Regions from separate parts of the Sus scrofa genome. Here region 1 is linked to region 2. A link is a contact called in public HiChIP or PLAC-seq data. All regions are on one chromosome and are shown on one strand. The core of a region is the stretch at or near the end of the contact, and the rest is flanking DNA. Distances in the headings are between cores, read along the strand shown. Region 1 overlaps PHF20 (PHD finger protein 20). Region 2 overlaps CEP250 (centrosome-associated protein CEP250).

Evidence for each region. HiChIP or PLAC-seq counts read pairs in DNA pulled down with a chosen protein or histone mark.
Region 1: a contact with region 2 is called in an H3K27ac HiChIP or PLAC-seq map of skeletal muscle, with 3 times the contacts expected there. The contact joins two enhancer-like sites. A contact is called at or near these places in 3 of 47 Hi-C or Micro-C datasets (embryonic fibroblasts, heart right ventricle and retroperitoneal adipose tissue) and 1 of 2 datasets of contacts at active chromatin or transcription factors (skeletal muscle).

What each region holds. Positions count from the first base shown.
Region 1 is chr17:39,186,537-39,189,502 of Sscrofa11.1, forward strand. The region is part of intron 9 of PHF20 (PHD finger protein 20); the gene reads left to right. Among named protein-coding and RNA genes, the nearest start is that of CNBD2, 57 kb to the right of the region's middle. Within about 2 kb of position 1,380, at least 2 of the 83 cell types and tissues checked have an H3K27ac peak or open chromatin away from gene starts, as enhancers often do. A contact at or near this core is called in skeletal muscle, where this site is marked.
Region 2 is chr17:38,849,603-38,852,882 of Sscrofa11.1, forward strand. CEP250 (centrosome-associated protein CEP250) reads left to right here. Exons shown (of 34, transcript XM_013985307.2): 24 at 261-399; 25 at 1,708-2,050; 26 at 3,097-3,218. Among named protein-coding and RNA genes, the nearest start is that of C17H20orf173, 26 kb to the right of the region's middle. Within about 2 kb of position 1,924, at least 11 of the 83 cell types and tissues checked have an H3K27ac peak or open chromatin away from gene starts, as enhancers often do. A contact at or near this core is called in skeletal muscle, where this site is marked.

The DNA of each region.
Region 1 (2,966 bases), core at 130-2,629, 340 kb after region 2:
AACCTGAGTTATTAATAATGCCAAATCCTTAACCGCTAGGCCAGTAGGGAACTCCTTTTCTTTCTTTTTATATCCACATGGACTGATGGATTCTTTTGTTCTCTGGGTTACAGTCTGTCTCTATCATTATTTATTTTAATCAATTATTGTCCCACATTTGGCCAGTGGGAGCCCTTCAAACTGGTTCCTTTGTCATCTTTACTTTGTGGCATAACAAGATGTTCCAAGCTTATATTGTTCTTATCCAATCTTGGATTCAGTCTTTTCTGTAAGAAGCCCTTTCTCCACTTTACATGGAGAACTGTAGTGAGGAACCAAGAGCTGAGTGCTAGGTGTGCTCATGGCTCCTGGGGCATACAGAGAAAATGTGAAAGTTCCTCTTTACTACCTGCTTTCCTAGCTTGAGCTCCTCACTAGAGCTGCCAACAGTTTGATATCTATCCTTATGGTTTCCTTTCTGTGCTTTTTTTTTTTTTTTTTTTTTTTTTGTCTTTTCAGGGCTGCACCCACGGCATATGGAGGTTCCCAGGCTAGGGGTTCAATCGGAGCTGTAGCCGCTGGCCTACGCCACAGCCATGTCAACTTGGGATCTGAGCTGCGTCTGCGACCTACACCACAGCTCACAGCAACGCTGGATCCTTAACCCACTGATCAAGGCCAGGGATCGAACCTGCCACCCCATGGTTCCTGGTCGGATTCGTTTCTGCTGTGCCACAATGGGAACGCCTCTGGGCATTTTTATAATACGTTTTTTCCCATGTGTAACCATATGTGGGGTCATAGAATATGTACTGATCAACTTCCTTTTCTGACTTGATAATGTATCTTGACATGATCCATATCAGTAAGTACAGAGCTACTTCATTCTTTTAAATGGCTTGTTAGAATTATATAGTGTAGACTTCTCATAATTTACTATCCCTCTGTTTATGGACACTTTGTTTTTTTTTTAATTCTAAGCATTTGACTGGATTTGCTGTGAATATTTAAATTTGTTCATGTTTCTCTTTGGTTGCTTTTTGATGCTTCATAGCTGAGAAAGTTTTTCCTTCATAGACCTGGAAAATGTTTTATTCATAGTATTTGAAGTACATGTCAAAAAAGTATTAAACTATAGGGGTCATGTGGTATCCTCATTGACAAGAATACCAGCTGTATTAGGGGTTGGTTCTGAGGGAACACAGGACAATGAGCCTTATCCTCTGGCTGGAGAAGTGACAGATAGCAAGATCCAGGAGCAGCTCTGCAGTGCTAAAGATAGGGTGCAGCAAATTGTTGTTTGTGCCAGGTGTTGATAGCATGTGGTGCCTGCAAGCCAGGGCCATCTGGACGCCTTCATGCATTTGGAACGAGCTAAGTCTGGGTGGCAGTAAAGACTTGGCTCAGGTGGGTAGGAATGGCAGGGAGAGGGCACACCATTAGCAGAGGTGCAAGCTATGAGAGTGTGAAGAAGCTATTCCTGGGGCCAGGAATTGGCCGGGGCAGCTGCTGAGGCCCATTTTGGATTAATTAATAGGAGATGAGTTTGGAAGGTAATATGGTGCTCAGAATGACATGGGCTTAGAATACCAGACTGAGTATTGCTAGCCAGGATGAATACCATCATCATAGTCATCCGACTCTGAGGTTTTGAGGTACAGGCAATGGACATACAAAAACCCCAGCTATATGGAACATTATTTCTAGGCCAAGCTTTAGAAAACATTGTTTAAAAACTTTTTTTTTTTAAGTAAGAAAGTAATAAGTGCTTATTGTAAAAGGAAAAGTATAAAGCATTACCCAAACAAATAGAAAACAAGTGGGCTTCTGATTCTACTCACTTGCTATGTGACAGTATTCACAAACATAGCTTAAAACAACATATTTACTTTCTCACAGTTTTTGTGGGTTAACTGTTCAAGCACAGCTTAACAGGCTTCTCTGCAAGGCTGCCATCAAGGGGTTGACCAGGGCTGTAGTCTTATCTGAAAACTCTACTGTGGAAGGATATGCTTCCAGTCTCACAGGTTGTTGGTAGCATTCAATTTTTTGCAGGTTGTCAGACTGAGGGCCAGCTTTTTTGTGGGCACTCTCAGTTCCATGCCACATGCATCTGAGTAGCTCACAACATAGCAGCTTGTTTCATCCAGCCAGCAAGTGAGATGGATGCTACAATCTTAATAATCATGAAAGGGACACCCTCTCATCTTTGTCTGTTCTATTAGAGGCATGTTATAGGTCCTGCCCACACTCAAGGGGAGGGGATTACACATGGATGTGGGTACCAGGAAGCAGGGATTATTAGGAGACATTTTATAGTCTATTTCTACCCCCCCACCAAAAAACCCCCACAAGCATTCCTTAGTGTTATACCAAACACCATTATTAAAAGCAAATTCAAGGGAGTTTTCCTGTGGTGCAGCTGGTTAAGAATCACTGCGGTGGCTCAGGTCAGGAGTTTTATCCTGGGCTCAAGAACTTCCTCATGTTGTAGATGTGGCCAAGAAAAATAGCAAATTCAGATTCTGTGGACCATTTTTCCTCTCATATACTAAGGTATAGTAGTAATTTTGGAGAGGCAAGAGCAAAGAGTGACTTGAGATTTTAAGTCTGGTAACCTAGGACAGAGCTCTGTGCTTTGCCTCAGTTCTTGCAAATGAAAATCTGTTAAACATGAGGGAGAGCACAGAGTATTTAAATGGTAATACCCGTAACTATTCGCAAATATTTATTTCCGTACTGCTTTCTAAAACAGGAATAAATTGTTTTCAGTAGTATACCTTCTATTCCAAGGATAATTCGATTGCCCATAACTTTTGAACCAGGTTCCCTGGAGGATTTAATATACGTATTTTCTGCACGTTGTCTCCTAGTAACTGCTTTTCTGTTGACAAAGGGCCATAGTATCCCAAGAGTGGATGATGTCACTTAGCTGGTGCCATCAGTGACATATGTTCCAAATGAACTATCTTCCTGTTGGGAAATAG
Region 2 (3,280 bases), core at 674-3,173:
GTTGAATTTGAGGTGTTGTATAGATATTTCTAGAATTTTCCAAAGAAGAATAAACCATGAAGTTGAAATAAGGTATCATAGGCATAAAGAATCTGGGAGCATTCAGTAGGTGCTCAATAAAAGGCGGCTTTCATTGTTACATTGTAATCATCATCATTACTGTTTCTATTTTAATTATGAATGCTATGTTGGAGCAGTCAGATGAGAGGCCGTTCTTTCCCTGAGAGAATGGCCTAGCCCTCTGAGCCCTCTCTTTTTAGCCTGACTCTGTTGCTGGTGGAAAAGGAACAGAGACTCCTTGGTTTACAAGAGGCCGACTCCATTCGACAACAAGAGCTGAGCTCCCTGCGCCAGGACATGCAGGAGGCCCAGGCAGGGCAGAAAGAGCTCAGCGCCCAGGTATTTCCCTCCCCACTATTCGTCCTCTTCCTTGGTGATGGAAGTCAGGCTGGGATGTCAGCAGACCCAGCAGGTGGGAGAGAAGCCAGGATGGGGCGGGGTGGAGCTTGGGAACCTGATTCAGAGTTGAGAACAGCCCCTGTAGGGAGCCCAACGGCTCAGAGTCTAAAGCCCAGAGGGGCAGAGCTCACGCAGGCCTGGTTCAAGCAGAGCCACTGCCAAGTGTGCCTGGTCTAATGGCAAGACACAGCAGGGGGAACAAGTGTTATTTCAGATCAGGTTGGTGGTGGTGGCAAGAGGACTTTCCGGGGCTTGGTCAGCTGACAGCAGGAGCCCAGACCTGTGTAGAGGGGAATGATGGACCTGGGCAGGGAGTGGCCGGCAGGGCTGAGAGTGAGACAGTAAGAGCTGGACAGTAGACTGCGGTAGATGAGGACCCAGGTCTGGTTGTTAGACAGTGCTGAGTATGACTCCCAGCTCTACTGCTTACTGGTTGTGCAGACATCCCTTTATTCATCCATAAAACAAGGATGATTGTTCTTTTTTTCATTTACAGTGATTTTTATTTCTTCCATTATAGCTGGTTTACAGTGTTGTGTCAATTTTCTACTGCACAGCAAGGTGACCCAGTTACACATACATGTATACATTCTTTTTCTTACATTATCATGCTCCATCGTAAGTGACCAGACATAGTTCCTAGTGAGATGATCGTTCTTAATAGGAATATATAAAGTGTCAGGAACAGTAAAAGCATTCAAAAAATGGTGGTCATTATTATCATGACCGGTCTTATTAGGCTCAGTATCAGGGTTTCAGACAGAGTTCTTTTTTTTTAATGCCTATAATCAGTTTATTAATAATTAACAAGCACTAGAGAGTTCTTTTTTTAATTAAAAATTTTTATTATAGCTGATTTACAATGTTCTGTTAATTTCTGGATGTAATTCCCCGTGCTATGTGTCAGGACGTCATTGCTTACCCATTTTAAATAAAATAGTTTGCATCTACTAACCTCAGACTCCCAGTTAGGCAGAGTTCTAATCATGGCAGGGAGCTGGCATTGTTGCCAGGGGGACCAGGGCCAGAGCCCATTTGAATAGCCCAGGCCCATATGTTAAGAGTCAGTAGGTCAGTGTGCAGGTCAAATCCAGGGTAATACTTGTTCCAGAGGCCTCCCTACCTGCTGGAGAGCTGAGCCTACTTAAATCCACCTAGCCCCCAAGACTGAATGGCGTCAGGCCTAGGAGGGTCTGAGGAGAGGGTGTCCATTCCCTGCCCAGAGTGACCACACTTCCTCCCTGGCAGGTGGAATTACTGAAGCAGGAGGTGAAGGCAAAGGAGACTGACTTTCTGGCCCAGGAAGCGCGGCTGCTGGAAGAGCTGGAGGCATCTCAAGTAACAGAGCAGCAGCTACGAGCTTCCTTGTGGGCCCAGGAAGCCAAGGCCGCACAACTACAGCTGCGACTGCGCAGCACAGAGAGCCAGCTGGAGGTGCTGCTGGCAGAGCAGCAGCCTGGGCACCAGGCCCAGGCCCAGCTGGCCAGCCTTTGTGCTGTCCTGCAGCAGGCCCTGGGGTCTGTTTGTGAGAGCAGGCCTGAGCTGAGTGGCGGGGGAGACTCTGCTCCCTCCCTCTGGGGCCCTGAGCCAGGTGAGGCAGCCACCCAGGAACCCTGTCCTTTTGTCAAAGCCAGGACTATCTCCCAAGGGAAAAGCAAAGGGAATGCAGTTCCTTAGGCAAGACTGCATCAAGGCTAAGGCCACAGACTCTGAAATTAATTCAATCAGAGTTTGAACCCAAGCTCTGCCATTTGTTAGATGTATATCCTTGCACAAGTCACCTCTCCTCTCTGAGCTTGATTTTCTCAACTATAAAATGAGGATGTAGGAGTTCCTATCATGGCTCAGCGGAAACAAATATGACTGATATCCATGAGGACACAGGTTCGATACCTGGCCTCGGTCAGTGGGTTAAGGATCCAGCATTGCCATAAGCTGTGGTGTAGGTCGAAGATGTGGCTCGGATCTGGTGTTGCTGTGGCTATGGTACAGGCCGGCAGATGCAGCTCCAGTTTGACCCCTAGCCTGGGAACCTCCATATGCTGCGGATGTGGCCATAAAAAGACAAAAAAAATTAAAATGAGGATGTAAAAGGTACTTTCCTTGGGAGTTCCTCTTGTGGCTCAAGAGGTTAGGAACCTGACTAGTATCCACGTAGATGCAGGTTTGATCCCTGGCCTCACTCAGCGGGTTGAGGATGTGGCATTGCCACAAGCTGCAGCGTAGGTCACAGATGTGGCTTGGATCTGGCATTGCTGTAGCTGTAGGATAGGCCAGCAGCTGCAGCTCCAATTCTACCCCTAGCCCGAGAACTTCCATATGGTGCAGGTGTGGCCCTAAAAAGAAAAAAAAAAAGTACTTTCCTCTTGGGATTTTTCTATGAGATGACAGAAATAAAATCACTCCCACAATTCCTGGCACTTATTAAGTGCCTATTAAATGATAGCTGGCATTATCTCATTCCCATCACAGTACCCAGCACTTAGGTATACAGACAGTGCATGATGAATGAACTGCTGAGGGTGGTTCTTTGAGGAGAGGAGGGATGGGTGGGAAAGTCAAGGCCATGTCTGGGAAGTGTGGCTGCTTCTTCTCATAGTGCAGCCAAGTCAGGGGGTGTCTTTCTCACTTTTTCAGACCAGAATGGAGCTAGGACCCTTTTCAAGAGAGGGCCCCTCCTGACAGCTCTCTCGGCTGAGGCGGTGGCCTCTGCCCTTCACAAGCTTAACCAAGACCTGTGGAAGACTCAGCAGGCCCGGGTATGTGTCCCTGCTCTCCTTCCTCAAACTTTTCACCTCCTCTGAAAAAGGCTTCTGAAGCA